Regions from separate parts of the Danio rerio genome. Here region 1 is linked to region 2. A link is a contact called in public HiCAR-type data. All regions are on one chromosome and are shown on one strand. The core of a region is the stretch at or near the end of the contact, and the rest is flanking DNA. Distances in the headings are between cores, read along the strand shown. Region 1 holds the start of dsela (dermatan sulfate epimerase like a). Region 2 holds the start of si:dkey-181m9.8.

Region 1 (4,742 bases), core at 1,771-4,270, 600 kb before region 2:
TTCCATTATTGTGCTAAACATGTCCATTGATGGATACTATATACCCGAAAGCAGCACTGAGACCATTGAGGATTTACTTCAGTTCCTCAACAGTGTTCTGGATGGCAGCACAACGGTATGAGCAACAAGAACGCTTTCCTCAGTCTGTTTTGTCTTTTAATTTCCTCAACGCAATTCCCTTTTTCTCCCTAATCAGCTCCTTGGAGGAAATGGATTTTGGCAGTGCGCTAAGAGAATTTTCTATAAGGGGAAGAATACTGTGATGGTAAGTCTGACTAACACTAGATTTACACTTTCCCCCAAATATTTACAAAAAGCTTAACACATCAAAAACCAAAACACACGGCTGATCACATCCTCATCAAATATTTACTTGAGGCTAATATTTAGGTCACTGTTGTCCTAGTAACTAACATAACTCTCCCTGATCCCAGTCGATGGTCGAGACAGCACCGGTGTTCTCCTGTTTTGTGCTTGGACTGCCAGTGGGTGTAGTTGTATTGGTTATCTATGCTACATGTACTGCTGTACCTGCGGACGATGAGAAACCTGAGGAAGAAGCTACAGCCAGCCCTGCGTTGGATACACATGGAAAGAAGGCAATAGAATCGCAGCCTGAGAGCACAGAAAAGACCTCCGAAGCAAAGAAAGAGGATTAACATGGACTGTTTGTTTACTTTGTATTGTGTTAATCTTTACAGTATCATAATATGTAATAAGGTTTTCATTTTTTTATGAACTTGTCTATTAGTCTGCATTAAGGATATTGTGATTGTTTTGTTTATCAAATAAAGTTGAAATATCTTGGATGAAGCAGTATTTTTATAAAATCCATCATATGAAACAAGCAAATCAAATTAATATATCGCCTACCATATGTTTGATGGGATGTGTTCATCATTAAATTTGTTACATTTTACAAAAGTAATTTATATTAGAGCTCCCTGTGTGTGTATCTGTGTGCATTTTTCTCTTTAGCATGTGCAAATGTGTATACTCAAAAAACGTATGAAAAAAAAGTATAAAAAGCCCTTCACACACGAATTCTGCAGAATGATCCTAAATTACAAAGAAGAACACCCGATGGTGGGTGCCACGGTGGCGCAGTGGGTAGCACAATCGCCTCACAACAAGAAGGTTTCGCTGGTTCGAGCCCTGGCTGGGTCAGTTGGCATTTCTGTGTTCGGTTTCCCGCACAGTCCAAAGACATGCGGTACAGGTAAATTGAATTAGATAAACTGGCCATAGTGTACAGGTGTTTTCTTGTGTTGGGTTGCAGCTGGAAAGGCATCTGCTGCGTGAAACATGCTGGATAAGTTGGCGGTTCATTCCTCTGTGGTGTCCCCTGATTAATTAACTTAGCCGAAAATAAAATGAATGAATGAACACGCAAAACTGCATGTAGGGCAGAATTAGGCAGATTCTCATTGATTATTAATATAGAAAAAAAGATCTCTCTAATTCAGGATGCATCTAAAATCAAGTCCCACAGAATCGCTGCATTTCAAGGGTTGAACCCTGACCAGTACCAGACCAGCACTGCTTCTCACACAAACATCTAAATAAATCACATTATCAAACAATCTAAAAATACACATTTGGAACATATGGTCATAGAAACTAAAACACGAAGTAAATTGAAACTCTATCTGATGATCAAATTAAATTATGAATAGAAAGAATATCCACAAACAAAAAGCAAAGGCAGATCCTGCCCAAATACAAGCTCAGTGAACACAGACTGGCCATAGGGACTGGTGTTGTCCTCGTCAGATTGTCCTACAGTACCTCCCATTTAAAAAGTAGGTAGCAAATTTTGATGATGCATCTTGCTAACGATCAGATTTTGCTACAAGTGTAATTTTAATGTGGAGTAGTGTGATATGAACTATAATATCGCCCTAACCTACCTAATCCCTAACTCCAACCTCAAATCCATTCGAATACAGTGTTGGTAGCATAATCTGATGGGTAGACTAAAATGTCAGGACACCGGCAGACACAGAAAGAGCTGGAGACCCACAGAACAAAGAGTGTGTGTTCATAAGGACAGGTGAGATCGAGACGGAGGTGCACTTTCTCCTTCACTGCCAACACTTTAAAGCAATCTGAGACACATATTTCAACAAACTACATTAAGAACCTTTCTCAAAATGACTGAAGAGAAACAAATGAAACAGACAGGGACAGACAGCAGCACTGGCCGCTAGATACTTTTACACAGATAGATACTTTTTCTAGATACTTTTACACAGCTTAAAGTGACATTTAAATGCCCAACAAAGTTAATTAGGTTAACTAGGCAGGTTAGAATAATTAGGTAAGTTATTCTATAACGATGGTTTATTCTGTAGACTATTTTTAAAAATTTAGCTTAAAGGGGCTAATAATTTTGGCCCTAAAATTTTTTTTTAATTAAAAACTGATTTTATTCTAGCCGAAATAAAACAAATAATTCTCCAGAAGATAAAGCATTAGACACACTGTGAAAATGTAAAAAAATAAATAAAAAAATAAAAAGGGTCTAATAATTCTGATTCAACTGAGTGTGTGAATGTGGTGTCTATGTACCACAACGCAATTACATTGCATTACATTTTGCAATAACAATGTGCACATTTTTATTCCTTACATTGTTTATTTAATTTTTAAATCATTATGATATTTTGTTTCTATTCTTTTATTTTGATATGTTATTGTAGTTTTATATTTGTCCTTCTATTTTAAGCTTTGGCAACATTGTATCAATTACAGTCATGCCAATAAAGCAATTTTGAATTGAATTGAAACAATTGAAAGTGAAAGAGGACACACTCTCTTCTTCAGAGTCAACATGACTCTAATACAATAAATCATACCTATTAAACTACTTTATAGTAGATAGTAATTCCATTTGATTAATTATTTATAAGCCAAGTGATAAGAATAGCGAAAATACTGCCTAATAGAGCCACTCAATGTGATATTACGACGCCATCTGTTGACCACATTAAAAATTACCAATGCAGAAGCAATAGTTAAGCTATTAGATTACTAGGAAGATAGGAAAACGATTTGTCTTGATGAAGATGAGCCAGTTCTGTGGCGGACGATGAACATGATGGATAAAACCTTATCATTAAACCTACAAAGAGACATTGAAATGGCCGGTAAGCATTCTGAACTCTGCTTATGGTCTTTGGTCGTATGCTTAAAGAGGAAACATCACTACATAGGATCGTCCCAGCAAGCGGTTTCCCTCACCTCAAAGTGGATTAATGGATTATCTCGCTTTTCGTGTCACAAGTTGAGTAAAAGGCGCTAACCGTGACATGGTGTTGTGAAGAGTTACTGACGAACGCAGCAACTTTCTCTGGAAAACTCCACAGGACTCGCGGGAAACAGGATACTAACAACGGAAGTTTATTTAACACATCTGCATTTATGACATTTCCGTTGTCACTTAGCTCAAATAATGCTTTAAATATCCGCGAGGTTGATGACATTTCTATTCAAACAAATACAACAGCGTTCAAACAAATGAGGAAGTTTTGCGTGGGTACATCAAGTTTTCACGGATGTCCATATATGGGAATGTAAAGCATGTTTTCTCACAGAATTGTGAATAGTTCCTATTCACTGCCTATTCTTCTATATTGACACTTTTTGTGCATGAAAAGGAAAAATATCTGCAGCCCGACATGTGAGTTCAAATTGGACTAATAAAAAACATTTCTGGGCGCTTCAGAGGAGGAGCTTTCGAAGAGAAAAAGCACCACATCTGTTTCTTGGATCATGGAGAACATGCAGAGGTCTGCGTTTCTGCTTTGTGTCTTGGCAGTGGGACTTGCTTTCTGTGGAATTTCATCTGCCTCAGACAGATATGTGTCTCTGAATGAGCACCAAAGAGACAATGCCACATTGTCAGAACACCTTCACCCCAAGCTATACTTTGATCATACTGAGGTGCGTTTAATGAAAAAGAGGGCCAGCACTACACATAGACGCATATTCCAAGTGATTCGAAATGCTGTTTCTATTATGTTATCTAATGCAGCTGTTTACCAGCCTCCATTGAACCATGAGGATTTCGGCAAGAAATGGAATGAGATTTATGGCAACAATTTGCCTCCTCTTGCACTATATTGCCTGCTTCAACCTGAGGATGCTGCCGCCTCTCAGTTTTTGATTGAGTACATGGACAGAATGGTGGAATATCCAGATTGGATGGTGTCCAGTGCTCCAAATGATGAGGTTCCGATCGCCCACTCTCTCACTGGTTTTGCCACAGCATATGATTTCATTTACCCCTTTCTTGATACCCGGAGAAGATTGCGATATCTCAAAAAAATACGTTCTGTTACCGAGGAGCTTTTCGAGCTCTCCAAGCACAGGGGATGGGGAAAGCAGTTTCTGCAGAACCACCAGACAACTAACATACTAGCCATCCTAATTGGTGCTCTTGTGGCAGGGGAACATAATGATCCCGAGACAATGATATGGAAACAAATATCAGTAAACTACATGGAAAAGACCATGTTTCTCCTCAGTCACATCGTTGATGGCTCTCTTGATGAAGGTGTTGCGTATGGTAGCTACACGGCAAAATCCATCACTCAGTATGTTTACTTAGCGTTGCGTCATTTTCAGATAGACAACATGCAGAACAACTGGCTTAGAGCTCATTTTATGTTTTACTTCGCCACTCTGCTTCCTGGATTTCAAAGAACTGTTGGCATCGCAGACTCTAATTACAACTGGTT
Region 2 (5,089 bases), core at 1,906-4,405:
ATATGAGAGACATGAAAGTAGAAGGTTTCATTTGATTTATTTTTAATGTAAGAACAGACAGGGCCATTTTTATCTTGAATGTGTGAGGCTCCGATCAGTCACTTCCAGTTATAGTGCAACAGTTGGATTCTGGAAGTACAACTCCATTCATTTTCTTCTTAGGGAAATAGATTTTTAACGAAAATGTAAAAAGTTCATATTTAAAGACATATTTACTATGAACAACAACCACAAGGTTTATAATCAATGGGATACTATTCTGTGAAAGCTATCAGTGCTCATATTCTAAACTCACGTTTCAGAAAAGTGTTCAACAGCGGAATTTGTGGTTAAAAAAAATGATAAATCAAAAGAATGTAATAAGCTAATCTTATGAAAAGATTCCACCATACAATCTGTTCAAACTACACTGTGAATTAATTTAGTAGTGCTTCTTCATCTTGTTTAAAAGTTTTCACCCCCCTCCTTTTTCCTTTTGGAGCATTAGTGATTGCTTGAACCTTGTGTTTGAGTCCCTCAATTGTCCTAAGTGTGAAAAGTTGAATCTTAAAATCATACAGTCACTGCTGGAAAGGGTTGAAATATGCAAAAGATGCTGAAATATGCAAAAGATGTTGAAAGCTGAGGAATCTGCAGGACATGGAGGATTTTTGTCATGGTAAAACAGCAGGCAATTTAACTGTTCAGATCAAGCAGGGGACTCGTGAACAACCATCACATAATAAGAAATCCAGTGACAGACCACAAGGTACCCACACACAGTATTAAAAGATAGGTTATTTTAATAATTTTAGCTATGCTTTTGTCATGTGAGCTAAATATCTTTTATATAAAAGATCTTACTCAGGACAGTAGTAAATTAAAAATAACATGCATTTTGTATGATCTATCTTGTTTAAATTATTCACATTTTCGGTTTTTATGCAAGGGGTTCACAAACTTTCAACCAGCATTGTATTTTTGAGAAAATATGCTATTTCACTTACTGTAAATAGTCTCTATTGCTATGTGTGCCTAATTTTGCACTGTGTTTTTAAAGCCTCTATGAGAAAAATAAACTGAAAAAGAACTTTTGGAAACCAATTATGATGAAAAAAAATGTTGGCAAACGCTGTCACATTCTAATTTGGTTGCACAGGGTGCATCAAAGCATAAAAAATTGGTAATAAATACATTTTCCTAAAACTGTTTTTCATAACCAATGCCTACTATTAATGTTGGAAGTGGGAAATATTTACTGTCATCTTTAGAGACTTCAGTAATACAAGTATATAGTCATTCCATTGCCTAGTAAAGTCAAAATTTCAAACACCACCTTTTGTTCACCTGGGAAATATGAAATTTCGCTATCATCTATTTAATTTGTTGTCATCATGACCCATACTACAAGTTCTATAGCCCACCCTGTACTTTATGCATGTCATGCTATTTTTATCATACTATTGCAATTTATAATGATATTCATAAACAGTGTACTGCATATATAGTGCAGTTGTATGAACATATGCTTTATGGACACATGCAGTTTTTAGAACAAAGCAAATATTAGAAAATATATGACCGCTGACGCAATGCCATGATTGATAAAAAAAAGTTAGATTATATGATACAATAAACATGTGGTATGAAATGACATATATATTAAAAACATCTGGTTGAAAGAACAGGAAAAAAATACTAGAAATCAAAAAATAACACTAATCAGAAAGCCTATTTCCACAATTCAATGGCCCACTTTCAGCTTGAGGACTTGCTCATACTCATGGGGGTCACCTTCACACTATAGCATAATCACACATGGCAGGTAGACATTGTCATCAGTAGAAACCCAGGTCATGCCATCACAATTGAGTGACAACTACATTCGTTTCACTGTGTCTCTAATCTTACCTCTCCATCATAAATCACAGTCCTTTCTGTGGCCTGTCTGTCCACCCACTCTGCACGGTGTTCTTGGTCACCTCATGGGTTCACAAAAAAAGAGAAAAAAAAAAGAAATTGGAGGATGGGAAATAACTCTGGAAATTAGTCTGTGTTATCTCGGTAGGATAGCTGAGATTGTTTTGGCCAACTACATGGAGCTTAAATTCTGGATGCTGTCTGTCACTGTGAAACCATGAGATGGCCATTGAATCAGATGATTTCTTTCTCAGAATATCTGAGTAATAGATTTTTATGAAGGAAGGCGAGTTCGGAAACGCAATTACATGGTTTTAAGAAGCATGACCATTAATCTTTGAGATAAAGCATGCCTGGTAACAAGGACATTTTGCTGTTACAGCAAGGACATTGTTCTTGTTACACATGTACTTACTATAGAATGTATAAGTTGTGCCTAATTAATATCTAAAACAACAAACGTTTTATGCAGCAGATGCCCTTCCAGGTGCAACCCATCTCTGGGAAATACTCCATTTGTTTTAAAAGCTAATAGTATCTTTTTTATGTTACAAGAACGTTGTATACAACAAATTTTAACATTTTACACAAACACATAGCCTATCTAGTAAATCACGAAACTGAGAATCTTCAGGTTACACACACACAAACACACACATAGCTACAATTTTTTTTTATCAATGTCAAATATGAATAAAATGACATAATGATTGTTTTTCAGCGATGTAAATAAAATACTTCTTTCACAATGCTTACTAAAAGTGATAAAATAAATTATTTCATTTTGATGAATAAAATAAAGCAATTTCTAAAGTTTTGTACGCTGAAGAGAAAAAAATGGCTAAATAATAGTAAAACCAACAGTTAACCCACATAACAGATAAACCATAGACTGTAAATTCCTCAGTGCTTTTCATTTGTTGGTACTGTACTTCTGGGTGAAGGACATGGATGCAGCGCCAGTGCAGTGAAGGGGAGATTTGATGTCTTATACTGACATCCAGTGGTACTGCAGCAAAGAACGTTGTTTACTACCATATTAGGCTATGTAATCAGGAATATGTATTTAAGTGTACTTACATTTAAGCTCGTTTTCCATGTCATTGGCCGGAACCCAAATTCAATTCAGCAAACCCACAAACATTTCAAAAACGCACCAAACACAGCAAAAACACTAAAGAAAAGCTCTTTCCTGCCACACTCAATATGGCGGACTGCTGAGACCAGATTTGAACTTTCAGTAACGAGACGTAGCGACGTTCATGATCTGAAGAAACCAAAACTGACTGAATGGCATGTAAACTTAAGTGATGGAAGACGCAACAGATATGATTTCCCGTTCATATTGTAAAATTACTTGACGATGAATGCATGAGCAGTGCTCGTGCTGTTAGAGGATGTCGCGCGTTTCAGCAGAACTGAACTATCAAACACTTCTCGAGGTAGGTTTACTGTCAACACTAGCGAGGCAGCTTGGTTCTTGGGCTAACAAGCTAATTACCGGTAGTGTAGTATTAAGATGAAAACTTTGCCGGATGGCATTTTCAACTAGATATTTCAGTACGAGAAAAGATAGCTGTCCGGTAATAAATATCACGATAAACACCCTTGTGAGAAAATATGGGGGTCTGGTTTCAGAACCTGCTGTCAGTTTGTTTACTTTATTTTTGGTAGTGGTGATTAAATTGCAGACTACCAGAGTATTGTTGTATATCCTATGATTGTCTTTATGGTGTTGGTAGGCATGGTCATGTTAATATGGTAACATTAACTTAATTTGGTCTCATGTTATATGGGAACTATGTCATTTTGAAGTTGATTTGCCTCAGGATCATCTTGTTTACTCATCACTGTCTTCATTTTCTCGTAATAGTGTAGTTACTGCTACCCAGATGAAGTGCTTGAAGACATCAGAAATTTGTCTGCAGATTTCCCACATCTCCAGTTATACGTGGACTATTATCGTAAGTTCTTTTCTGAAAGCACATTAGTGGTATAGCAGCAGAGCCCAATGAACATGTATTGATCTTGAGAAGCAGCTCTCAACTTCAGTCCTGGCTGGGGAGCCGCCTCTCTGCACTTTAGTGTGTGTGTGTGTGTGTGTGTGTGTGTGTGTGTGTGTGTGTGTGTGTGTGTGTGTGTGTGTGTGTGTGTGTGTGTGTGTGTGTGTGAACTGAACTTTATGTGTGCATCAGATAAGAGAGAATCATAAAATGTGCAGAGTTTTCTTGATTCCCAGTTGAGTTTAATTTTGCCTTATGGAGCATCAATATTTAATGTTGAATATAATGTTCATTTTCTTACTCAGACCAGTCATTTTTTTCTTTATAAGACCATAATGTCAGTATCACCAGAAGCCACAGCAATTTGCTCTATCAGATTTTTTTTGTGGTGCTTGTTGTTGACTCTCAAAGGGCCATTAGCCACAGACTTACATTTTAAAGAATTATCAGAACCAAATTTCAGCTGTAAATAAAAAGTCACTGTTACAAAAAAATGAGACCTCAGTGCCCATAATTTCACACATACAAGGTCAACTGTAAATGTGATGTTTTTAATGATAGTAAAGGAGAAATGCTCATACAATATCACTGATTTTCATAGCAACCTTTGAAAAGGTTCACATCAATTGGATCAAGTTTCTAAATGAACAATAACAACAGACAAGGTGAAGCTGCCTTTTCCTAAAGATTAAACTGTAGAAGATCAAAGTGTAGAAAATAGACTTAGTTTCTCTCACTCAGGAGCTGCATGAGTATAATTGTTATTTACAGAGGAAGTACAATATCTGCATAACAGACTAACCTAATTCATTTTGTTGTCACCAACTCGTCCAACTAGTTTTTACTGTGTCTTGAAAACACAAAATAAGGGAAGATCTTCACACTTCAAAGGAAATTACATTACAAAAATGGGCACTATATATATATATATGTGTGTGTGTGTGTGTGTGTGTGTGTGTGTGTGTGTGTGTGTGTGTGTGTGTGTGTGTGTGTGTGTGTGCAGTTAAAATTTTAATTATTAGCCCACCTGAATTTTCGCCCCCCACTTAAAGTGACATTTAAAGGCTTAAGTGGGTTAATTAGGTTAACTAGGCAGGATAGGGTAATTAGGCAAGTTAGTGTATAATGATAGTTTGTTCTGTAGACTTAAAAATATATATCTTAAAGGGGCTAATAATTTTGTTCTT

The links. HiCAR-type assays count read pairs that join an accessible place to other places.
Region 1: a HiCAR-type map of caudal fin shows a contact between it and region 2, with 10 times the contacts expected there. The contact joins the promoter of dsela here to the promoter of si:dkey-181m9.8 in region 2. A contact is called at or near these places in 2 of 18 Hi-C or Micro-C datasets (caudal fin and embryo) and 2 of 4 datasets of contacts at active chromatin or transcription factors (caudal fin and embryo).

The regions. Positions count from the first base shown.
Region 1 is chr2:30,654,451-30,659,192 of GRCz12tu, reverse strand. dsela (dermatan sulfate epimerase like a) reads left to right here and starts at 3,020. Exons shown (of 1, transcript XM_691410.8): 1 at 3,020-4,742. The coding sequence starts at 3,775. tmx3a (thioredoxin related transmembrane protein 3a) reads left to right here. Exons shown (of 16, transcript NM_001020557.1): 14 at 1-115; 15 at 197-265; 16 at 435-807. The coding sequence ends at 659.
Region 2 is chr2:30,058,022-30,063,110 of GRCz12tu, reverse strand. It overlaps si:dkey-181m9.8, which reads left to right and starts at 3,155. Exons shown (of 21, transcript XM_690941.11): 1 at 3,155-3,341; 2 at 3,773-3,863. The coding sequence starts at 3,297.